2 separate regions of the Rattus norvegicus genome follow, and region 1 is linked to region 2. Evidence: chromatin contacts called from public Hi-C data. All regions are on one chromosome and are shown on one strand. The core of a region is the stretch at or near the end of the contact, and the rest is flanking DNA. Distances in the headings are between cores, read along the strand shown.

Evidence for each region. A called contact is a pair of places that touch in the nucleus more often than the background predicts.
Region 1: a contact with region 2 is called in a Hi-C map of hepatocytes, with 2.8 times the contacts expected there. The contact joins the enhancer-like site here to the promoter of Pdk4 in region 2. A contact is called at or near these places in 3 of 12 Hi-C or Micro-C datasets (hepatocytes, mammary epithelial cells and psoas muscle).

What each region holds. Positions count from the first base shown.
Region 1 is chr4:34,656,271-34,661,492 of GRCr8, forward strand. No RefSeq gene overlaps it. Among named protein-coding and RNA genes, the nearest start is that of Rps29-ps20, 28 kb to the left of the region's middle. Within about 2 kb of position 1,726, at least 3 of the 93 cell types and tissues checked have an H3K27ac peak or open chromatin away from gene starts, as enhancers often do.
Region 2 is chr4:34,564,348-34,570,287 of GRCr8, forward strand. Pdk4 (pyruvate dehydrogenase kinase 4) reads right to left here and starts at 3,982. Exons shown (of 11, transcript NM_053551.2): 1 at 3,758-3,982; 2 at 2,690-2,831; 3 at 1,332-1,403; 4 at 429-613; 5 at 186-272. The coding sequence starts at 3,887.

The DNA.
Region 1 (5,222 bases), core at 476-2,975, 90 kb after region 2:
GATTTAGAATCATGAAAACAGTTTTCGCTGCCCTTTGCTTCCTTATATCACGCAAGAGTTCAGCGCTGGGTTGTGAAGACAGATGTCACCCATGTAAAGTGATGAAAGAAAAAGGGGGTGCTTGTGACGCCATCTTTCCCTGGAGCCATAGCGGTACCCGTTCACTCTCAGGAAGACTGTATTACAGGCTGAGGAGAGACAATCAATTCCCACAGAGGAATGATTTGTGTAACTACCTCAAAAACCCCCAAAACCTTGCCTGAGTCACAAATAATGTGCATGAGTCAAATCTGTGAGGAGTAGTAGTCCCAGGACCAAGGAGATGTCATCGTCCTTTAGCACAGGGTCTGAAGGCAAAACTGGGCCTAGGTGCTTCCCAGAAATTCCTTTACCCAGAACCCTGGAAGGCAGCACTCACAGACCATCTATACATTTCCTGAATGCTCACAAGCAAGCAATCTATACATCTCCTGAGTGCTCACAAGAAATCTACCGATCTCCTGGGTGCTCACAAGAAATCTATACATCTCCTGGGTGCTCACAAGAAATCTATACATCTCCTGGGTGCTCACAAGCAATCTATACACCACCATTTGTCCATTAATCTTAACTCTGATTGGTTTGCAAATGCCAGTGGTGGATGTGTCTTAACTTTTCCAGTAGTGTTCCATAAACTTTTTTTTTCTTTATTTCGGAGCTGGGGACTGAACCCAGGGCCTGGCGGTTGCAAGGCAAGCGCTCTACCACTGAGCTAAATCCCCAAACCCCTTTTTCTTTTTCTTTTTTTTCTTCCATAAACTTTTAAAAACTTGCCTAATCTTACTGAAAACAAGAGAAGTCATTTACAGTGGAGATAAATACCATCCTAACCTGTCAGACTGGAAAAAAAAAAGACGAAAACAAACCAAATCCAATTGTTTAAGCTATGTGAGCCACACTATGAAATCAGCACCTTCATGAATTGCTGATGAAGTAAATGTTGGCAATGCTTATTATGGACAATGGGGGAATGTTTATGAAAATAAAAACTGCACGGGTTATTACCCTGCAATTGAATGTTTATAAATTTATTCTACAAATGTACTTGGACAAGTGAAAAATGGCGTGGGCATGAAAATCATTATGTATTGTCTGTAACCATGCGGGATCCAAATGGCACTAAATGCCCACCAAAGGGGACTAGTTCAGGAGTAAAGTGCCTCTGTGTGATAAAGTATTCTAAAAACAAAATTCTCAAAAAAAGCCAAATCAAGAATATTTTAGTCTGATGCATATTATCAGAAAGATGTTATTTAAAATTAAGCTTTCACATTCATACATGTCTGGAGAATGTGCAAGAAAATAGTGAATTGTAGCACACTAAGAAAGCAAACATGAAGACAAAACAGACAGGAAACAGAATGGAAGAGATCCTCTGTGTGTGTGTGTGTGTGTGTGTGTGTGTGTGTGTGTGTGTGTATGTGTGTGCACGTGCACACGTTTCTCATAGCAATATATTATTTAAATATCCAGCAGATACACTTAAAAGGTAATAATGGGGCTGGCCAATTCATTGGAATTATAAATCCCCAAGTGCGTGCATAAGCACTTGGTACTTAACTGTTAACTGTTGACAATGGCTTGTCATGCTTCTTTTTCTTTCTAGAATTTCTGATCCTTTCAGGGACAGCTAGATCGAAATGATAGTCTGTGGTTCAGATGACCCCTTCAGGATGAAGTGAGAAGTGTCGGTAGTGTCAGAAGAGCTAGGGGCCCTCAATGCATGGTTGGTAGTCAGGGAACACAGCTGTCCCCTTGTTTCTGACAGAAAGGATACTGTTAGTAGTCATATAACACACAAATGGTTTCTTTAAGCCAGCTCCCAGAGATCACATCAAGGTGCCAGTGTGCTGATGAAAGCATCACGTCCTTATGACTATGGTCAATTTCTAAGGTAACATCGAGTCTCCCTAACTCCAGTCTAAGGAGGAGAATGCTCAAATCACAGGCAGAATGGAGATTTTCTAGAATAAGAAAAACTCCTTAAAGAACAGAACCAGACTCGCTGGGGTTTTATTCCCAAGGAACTCTATAGCACAGCACAATTTGCTTATGTAAAGATTGCTGGACCCAAGAAGCCATGCTTAGGTCTGACTGAGACAATTCATTAAAATCTATATATTGTAGAGCTACTAGGGATCGCCACCCAGATGGAAAAAATAAAACCACACAAATACACACATACACAGAGAGAGAGAGAGAGAGAGAGAGAGAGAGAGAGAGAGAGAGACAGACAGACAGACAGACAGACAGAGACAGAGAGTTAGACAGAGAAGGAGAGACAGATACAGAGAGAGACAGTGTGTGTGTGACAGAGACAGTAACACACTAAGAAAGCAAGTATGCAGACAAAATAGACAGGAGACAGAATGGGGGAGGGAGAGAGAGAGAGAGAGAGAGAGAGAGAGAGAGAGAGAGAGAGCACGTGCATGTGTGCACGAGCACATGAGTACATGTTTTTGTCATAGAATCATTTAAATATCAGGGACAGACAGGGAGAGAGATACAGAGAGGGACAGAGAGAAAGTAAGTGTGTGTGTGTGTGTGTGTGAGAGAGAGAGAGAGAGAGAGAGAGACAGAGACAGAGACAGAGACAGAGAGAGACAGAGACAGAGACAGAGGAGAGAGAAGGGGGAGGGAGGGAAGGAGGGAGGAAGAGAGACAGAGACAGACAGTGTGTGTGTGTGAGAGAGAAAGAAAGAGACAGAGACAGTAGCACAAGCATGAAGACAAAACAGACAGGAGACATAATGGAAGAGAGCATGTGTGTGGGCGGGAGGGAGTGAGGGAGAGAAAGAGAGTGTTATATATGCCATTATTTGAAGATTAAATTTCTTTTCAATTTCAACCAGAGTTGGGTGCTTTAACTCTTGCAATTGAAAAACAAACAAACAAAATACCCCCAAAACTACAATATTTCTTCAATAAATAGGTACTTAGCCTAACAAATACCATTGGAGATGAAAATAAAAACCCACCACCTTACCAGTTATCATAATTACAATATCCATTATCTTCATTGTGTGGTTTGGCTTATGACGAACTCAAAATCACCATATCCATTTGGAGATGTTTGTCAGAGTCACAAACATATGTCTTGAATCTCACAATTTTGCTTCTAAAACTTGCATTGCAGGGGTACTCGTCCGTGAAATAAAGAAAAATGTACTGATTATATTATTGTTTGTAAAACACACCAGTCACTATGGCCACCAGTAAGGCATATGTAAAGCGTATGTTCTGTCTAGAAGCTCTGGGAAGCTGTGAAAAAGAGCGAGGTTTTTCTTTTTCTGTGAACACAATCTTGTCAACAGGCATTGCTTCAGAAAAACCTTAGAGCACAGACATTTGTGTAAAACATACACACCGAAATCGAAGGAGAAAGGGAAATGTTTTTCATACCTGCTCTTATTCTGTGACTATATCAGAAAAGACTGAAAAATTATTTATTAAAAGTATTCAGGGGATAAGGTGGCATAAGATCCAGGGAGTAAGACTGGGTGCTGGGGTTTGTTATTCCACTGTATTAACAATTTGGAGTTATAGTTATACACTCTTGACAGACATTTTTCAACAGGTATATTTTAAAGGAAAAATGCAGCGGCACTAGGGTTGCCCCTACAATTCTAAGCGCTGGTGCTAAAATGTCAGCTGTATAAATTAGACAAGCTGATTTTCTTTCACCTTCTAGAACATCTGTTCTGAAAGGACGGTTGTGCCGCATTGCAGTAGAGCTAGCCTGTGACAACACCGCCATCTAGCGTCCATGGTGAGAATCTTCAGCGTATTTTTCAGTGGGAAGAGCTATGAAGAGCTATGATGTTGCTGCCCTGCTGATAGCAATATTCTCCTGAGGGTGCTGGACCAAAGCGCTGCGTCGCTAGACGTTCACAGTCACACCGATTGTGTCTATCGTTTGCTGTACAGCTGTGGAAGCAACCACTTAATCCTTTTGGTAGATTTTAAATAATTTATTTTAAACGTTGCATTTCCCACGTAGGATACAGTATTTATGACGTGTAACTTTTATTTACTGCTTTTAAAGCCATAGTTTCTTCACGTGTCCAATGTGGATAATATACACCGTACAATGTTACTTGGCTTATATTTTGAGTGAGTTGTGTCACTTTAGAACAACAACCTTTCCTGTGGATATGATGTTTCCTCTTCTCCTTTATTTTTGGCACAAATGTTTTACACAAATGTCTGTGCTCTAAGGTTTTTCTGAAGCAAAGCCTGTTGACAAGATTGTCTGTGTTCCTTAAGATTTTTCTCCTTGCAAGGTGTCTTGAAGTTTTTACATATTCCTCACCGATGCACATGTTGATTTGTATTTTTTTTTTTACAAGCAATGACTACTCAATCCCAAAATGCATTGGTAGGAAGTGAGTTCCACCCCGGATTAACACACTTTCCCACGCAAAAGCTATGAGTATGCAACCCAGGAGCTTCCTCCGTGAGCAAGCAAAGAAGACCATTGGAGTAGGGTGGAACTGTAGAGAAAAGGGGAGTAAAAATGAGTGATGGAGGAATGAGAAGGAACCTCATAGGTACTGTTACCTTCCTTAGAATTCTTGGACCCAGGCATGCTGTGCGCTCCAGGCATGCTGTATGTGTGCCCTTGATTTGCTTGGGCTTTTCAATGTGAAGACACATGATCCCTTTTCCTAAAGCCCGAGGTAGTTTGCTTGCTTGTTTTTATTCCCTCCTGTAAGTAAAATTGTCTGAATCATTTCATATTAGAAACTTCACTCGTGATACAAGTAGAAATTAAAATGTGATAACATTCCCACCCATTGTCTTGGCAAAGAAAGGAAATCGGCATTGAGGACACCTCATGAAGGCTGCCTTACAAGGAAATAGACATTCTCCTCTTTTACTCATGAGGGTGGAACAACTCTTAAAGAGATCAAATTAGGCTCATCTGTTAAAATTATAATGTCCTGCAGGTTCAGGCCCAGCAATTATGCTTTTTGTGTCGTTGGTCCCAGATATAAACACTCATAGGTATAAGATGAGTCATTCATGAGATTACTGGGTACAGCAGGGCTCCCAGCAGCAGGCAATGGGGATCCACCCCTGTCACCACCATCAAACACGCACTTTAGTCCACGCAGTGCAATACTCATAAGTAATTATGAGTAAGTAAGGAAGCAAGTAATTTAGTTAGGAGCTCATAACAG
Region 2 (5,940 bases), core at 2,732-5,231:
ATAATACTATAAATGAGTGTTTATACTCCTGACAGTCTGAAGCCAGGGGCCTTGATGGCAGAATTCATAAAGCGCAAACAGAACACGGTGAACACAAATTCATTTACAGAATCACCTAGATTACAGACTTGCCAGGCATGCATTATACATTTTCAATAAGAAAAATTCAGCGATTTAGAAATTACCTTCGACTACTGCTACCACATCGCAGTTGGGGTCGATACTCCCAATGTGGCTTGGGTTTCCTGTCTTTGAGTCACTGAATATGAGGACTGTTACAAAATGAAAACAAAAAACATGTTACGAAACTCAGGGTGCTGACTAGAACTGCCCCAAATGCTGTGAGTCCCCAGTCATGGGCCCAGCCTCAGCATGGCTCATGTTCAGTCCCCATGTCTGTACCACCGTCCAAAGAGACCCTCACTTACTGTGCTGGTTCATGAGCATCCGAGTAGAAATGCGGTTCATATAAAACCGGTCCAAAAAATACTGAAGATTTTGATTGGTAACGGGGTCAACGGTGCAGTTGTCTTTGTACTCCAGGATCCCTTGTGCCATCGTAGGGACCACATTATGATGTCTGTTTCGAACTTTGACCAGCGTGTCTACAAAGCTAAGCCGGAACATTTATAGTTAGTGGATATTAAAGAAGTTCGCCTCACATCTCTTCCTTGAGTTACTTCAGAGAAAACTAAAGCTCTTTTTGCAAGACCAACTTAATGGCACAGCCAATTATAAAATTCTGGGGGAAATTCCTTTTGGACTCTCACTATACATTCTTCTACAGTAGCAGAAGAGGCAGCTTCATGAAGGGTTTGTATTTCCAAATCCCATATCAAACTACTCACTGTGTGACTACTGTCTTCACTAAAATGTTCATTAAGTCTACTTGTTAGAGACTATTGTGAAAAATCAAAGAGGATTCTGGCATGCCATTGTGGAAAAATAAAACCAGAGATTTTTAAAAAAGATTGCTATTTAGCTAGATAGAAATTGTCACACGAAAAGAAAATATGTAGTCACTAACGACCCAGAAGTCCATTAATGTTGTGTTACGGCAAACTCTCTTGCAAATATCATCTTTGGCCTAAATTTAAAGTAAGCATGGCACCCTTTGAAGATCAAAAGCTCCAAGTCCTTTTCAGTGGTTCCCACCTAGCATTAATTTCAGCCCTACACTTCTCCACTTCTAAAACCACAAGCAAGCCAACATTTGTAAGGGGTAGCAACTTATTGTGAAAGGCTGGGGCTCTTTAAGCTTAAAACAGTCTGTGAGATGCATCCTGAAAGATCCAGATTTCTAAGGAAGTGTTTTCAAGAAGAAATCTTACTCTGATAGAGCTTTCTGGTCTTCTGGGCTCTTTTCGTGGAACTCCACTAAATCCATCAGGCTCTGGATGTACCTGGAAAGGGAGAAGTTTTGAAACTAGTGTCAGATGCAATGAAAATAGCTTTAGAAATGACTAGAAAGAGAAAGGGATCCACTATGTTTCAAATGGAAACTTTCCTTCCAAATGCTTGGAGAATAGTAGGTTAAGATAGTCTTAAAGCTGCCGTTTTTCCATCGTCTATTTTCCCAGCCACTTCGATTGGCAGATGTTTTCATTTCTTTTACTAAAAACACTCTGAATCAACCTTTAAGAAATCCTTTCTGATTTATTTTTCCGACTGTATGCCTCTGTGGGAGGGTTGAAGTCTTGACAGTAGCAGACTACACAGAGCTACTACACAGAACATTTGAGATCAGAATCTTCCCATTGGTGCCCCATATTTCTTCACTCACTGGATGATATGCTGTGCAGTCAGTGGACTAGGCTAGGGCTCTTCATCTCCCACAGTCTATGGCATGAATCTACCTTACAAACAGCTGCTTGCTAGGCTCAGTACTTGAAGCTCAAAGACGAAATCAAAGTAACTGAGACTCCATGCTGGTCGTGTGCTTGCTTTGTTTGGATAAGAAATAAATCACTCCCTTTAATTATATGCAGCATCTCTTGTAATAATAGGTGGGGCTGTTGAGGCAGCAAGGGTTTAACGCAATTGCTAAGACACTAAGGGAAATGCAAAGGCACAATTTGAACCCGAGGCTCACTTTGCTAGTTGTTGATAAGGAACAAAACATAGACCCTCTCTAAACAGCAGACATCTCCATCTATTTCTAGGCAGGGGATTGTTTATACAATTCCAGATTCCATTTTTTTGTTATGTAAAGCACGAAGTTAAAAAAAATCCATATGTTGGTTATTCTTCAAAACTATCCCATGTGTCCAAATTATGTTGTAGTGAAGTTGGGTATGGTAGACCATGTTTATAATCGCAGCAGCTAGGAGGTAAAGATAAGTAGAAGGGAGTTCAAGGTCATCCTAACTATATAAGAAATCTCAGGAAGCCTGTGACTCACAGACCTGGTCTTGGGAGACAAATAACAGCAAGGAAAAGAGGAAAAGGAAAGAAAAGCAAAACTAGAAACACATCCTCCCCAAGGTGAAGAGGAATTTTTTTTTAGGATATCAATAGACATCTATTTGCAGATTTATAACAATCCTAATGATAACTTGCCCTAAGTTAATACAAACCTATGTACAACATTCAAAACTTTTTTCTGTCAAGACCGCCTGTTATCCAGGTATGAGGTTAATATGTATAAGAAGCAGTACTCAGCCAGAGACTTCAGAGCAGCGAGCCTTACCAGCTCTTCACCAGCTGGACGGAAGGGGTGTTCACTAAGCGTTCAGGGAGGATGTCAATCTCCTTCAGGATGTTGGCAAGTCTGACGGGCAATTCTTGCCGAAGAAAAGAAAAAGAAGTTCTCTCACAGGCATTTTCTGAACCTGTAGTGGGTGAAACATGCTCAGTTTTAGAGAAAAAAATTGAGAATAAGTAGCAAATATAAAATTATAAAACGGTATCTTAATCACAGTTAGGTTAGTGCTTATGGGTACTTTAAGGACAGCTATTTTAACGTCTTTTTCTTTCAGTCCTACTCCCCCTATCCCTTTTCTCCTTTTAAGAGTGACCAACATAGGTGAAATACTGTTTACTTTCTTTCTGAAAAAAAAAATCACTCTGGAGAAATCCGACTACTCTCCAGTTCTTCCTATCCGTGAGTCCACAGCCAGCCTGCCCCACAAAGTCAACAACACACCCTCTAATGAATATGAACTTAAAAGGATCTGGGTAGAAGGAGGCAGAGGCGTTCTCAGACTAGCAACAAAGAATACCACATTGACATCTTGAAATGTTCCTTATGCCACCCGCTGCAGAGAGGGAGTAACGGTAATTTTTTTAAATTAATAGTAATGTAAATATTTGTAAAACAATAAAGGCGAAATAGTATTAGGCACGCTGCTAAGAGATTTGCACTGTATATGGAGGTGGGGTACAAGTTTAAATCTATCAATCTAAGGTGAGTTTATGTTAATAGGAAATAGAGCATTAGGAAGAAAGGAGTTCGTTTCTAGCCCATTATTAAAATGGTGGCTGAAAGCATATACATAAACTCAAAGATCTGGACAGTAAGAAGAGAAAAGTCGAATGGAAGTTGAACATCAGTGTGGTTACAGGTGACGTAGACTTCTGGGTCAAACTGTCAGAAAGTTAGCGAACTAGGAAAACAGGTGCACAGCCCTTTGAGGCTTCTGGGTTCTTCAGCCAAACAGACCTAGGTTGTCCTCACCCCTGAACTCAGCCCTTCCCATCCTGGGGCCTCCCCAGCCTCAGGGCCACCCTCCTGGGCCCTGCATCAGTCGCCTCTTACCGAAGTCCAGCAGCTGCTTCATGGACAGCGGGGACGGGCTGTAGCGGGAGAACAGCTCGACCTCCCTGGGGACCAGGCCGGCGTTGCCCAGCGAGCTGGCGCTGCGCATCACGAAACGGGCTGCCTTCATCCTGATGCCCTCCTAGGCTGGCGGTGGCTAGGATCCGTAGGGTTGGTGAGGACTGCGGGGCGGGAGCGCGGTCGAGCGAGAGCAAGTGCGCTGTGGGCTCAGGGTCCCGGGTGCTCGAGGCTGGGTGAAGGGTTGACACTCTTGTCTTCCCACCTCCCGCTGTCTTGCCTTTTATTTACTTCCCCCGCCCTCTCCACAACTCCTGCCAGGAGGAGCCTCTGGGACTCTGAACTTGGGGCCACACCAATCAGCTCAGAGCAAGAACTTTGGGCTCCTCCCTTTGGCCGCGGTCACTAGAAAGTTCTGGCACAGTGATCCCGACACGGTTTCCACGGCCTGTAAGGGGCAAAGGGTGAGAGGGAGGCAGGGGTGGGGTGGTGTAGGGGAGCAGCTACAGTGGGCATCCCGGACGACGTGGGCCTGAGATTGGCACCCTTGGGATAGGTCCCAGGTCGCCCGGGGCTTCAGGCCCGCCCAGACTTGTCCTTGTTTACAACTCAGGAGCCATCTCAATGTCACGCATTCCTCGCCAGAAACTGTTTCCAAGAATCTTGCCGCAGAGAGTGCATTGGTGTTCGCTCAGAGCGGGACTTTTACAGTAGCCAATCATCTGCTTCTTAAGTAAGGGTTTCCTTGCCATTGGACCGCGAAAGCAAGGACCACCCTATAGTTTCCCCGACTTTCCCCTTAGCGAACACATACCAGTTTGAATTTAGAAACTGCCTAAATAGCCTTATTATTACTGTGGTGGAAAAGCCCAGTTCACTTCTCCCTTGTGACACTTTCTACCGGTTTTTTTTAAATGTAAACTAAAAAGCGATTTGCTGCGTGTTTGATCAGCTCTGTAGTCCACATCCCCTGTTACCCCCTCTTTCTCTAAGGCCTTCTGGTTTGCTCTTGAACGCCCCTCCCTCAATCTGCTCCGAAAGCTCTCTCTTCACTGTGACTGCCCTCCTTCCAAAAGCAGCCTTTGTCCCTAGCAGGCATTGTAGCATATTGTAGTTATTTGGGCTCTTTAATTTTCCAGAGGCTCAGTGCATCCTACCCTACTTTGTTACCTCTCAATATTGGTTTACCTAATGATTGCTGTTGAAACATTTTAGTGGGTCATAAAACTCTCATCCTAACCTCTCTCGCCCTTCTGTTCACTCGAAATGGACTGTTGATAAGGGACAATGATAACGACTCGGTTGCAAATGGAATGGAATGGGAACAAGGCAGCAAAGGCAGTTTGTTACCCAAGGTGCCCTTAGCCCTCGCATGTAAGGAGGATGTGGTGTGATGAAAGTCATGGGTGACCCTAGGTGCACTCTTACTTTGCCTTTTCCCCTAAGAGAGCTAACCTAGTCACATGACTGATGTCTAATTTCTATCTCTCGTGCAAACTCTGCTCCTGTAGCCAGACTCCAGTGTTCTACTGTGTATTGGACTTGTGCACGCATATGTCTAGCATGAATCTTCCTTCTTTCAAAGCTACCACCATGGGGGGGGGGAGGTCTGAGCTAGTCCTGTCCAATGCTGTGTCCACTTGTGTGACTTGCTTAGAAATAACACGTTGACTTTCTGTCCATCCCCCCACCTCCGTCTTGTCATTGCCTGTAAGTTCTAGCATCATTTATGCCTGCCATTGCACCCACACATTTTGCTCAGACCCATGGGAAAAAACAATCTGGTGGAGACACTTGACCATAGTTTTCTGGTAAAGAGAATCTGGTACCGGTTCTTAAAGACACTGAGGAATAATCCAGAGATGAGTGAAAAGACATCGGCAACTAACTCTAGTGAGAAAAAAATAAAAGGAAGAAAAAAACCCAATTGAAGTAAATGCAACTCAAAACACTGCCGCTCCAGCACTTAAGATAAAGGAGCTTAGCCAGCACTGATGCTTGCACACAGACACCACCAGAACCAGAACCCACAGGTCGGGCTTGGAATCATATACAACACAGTGCTCTGGGAAGCAAAGAAATGTCCAAGTGATCTAAAAAGGAAGCAAGACACAGACACACACACACACACAGACATACAGACACACAGACACACAGACACACAC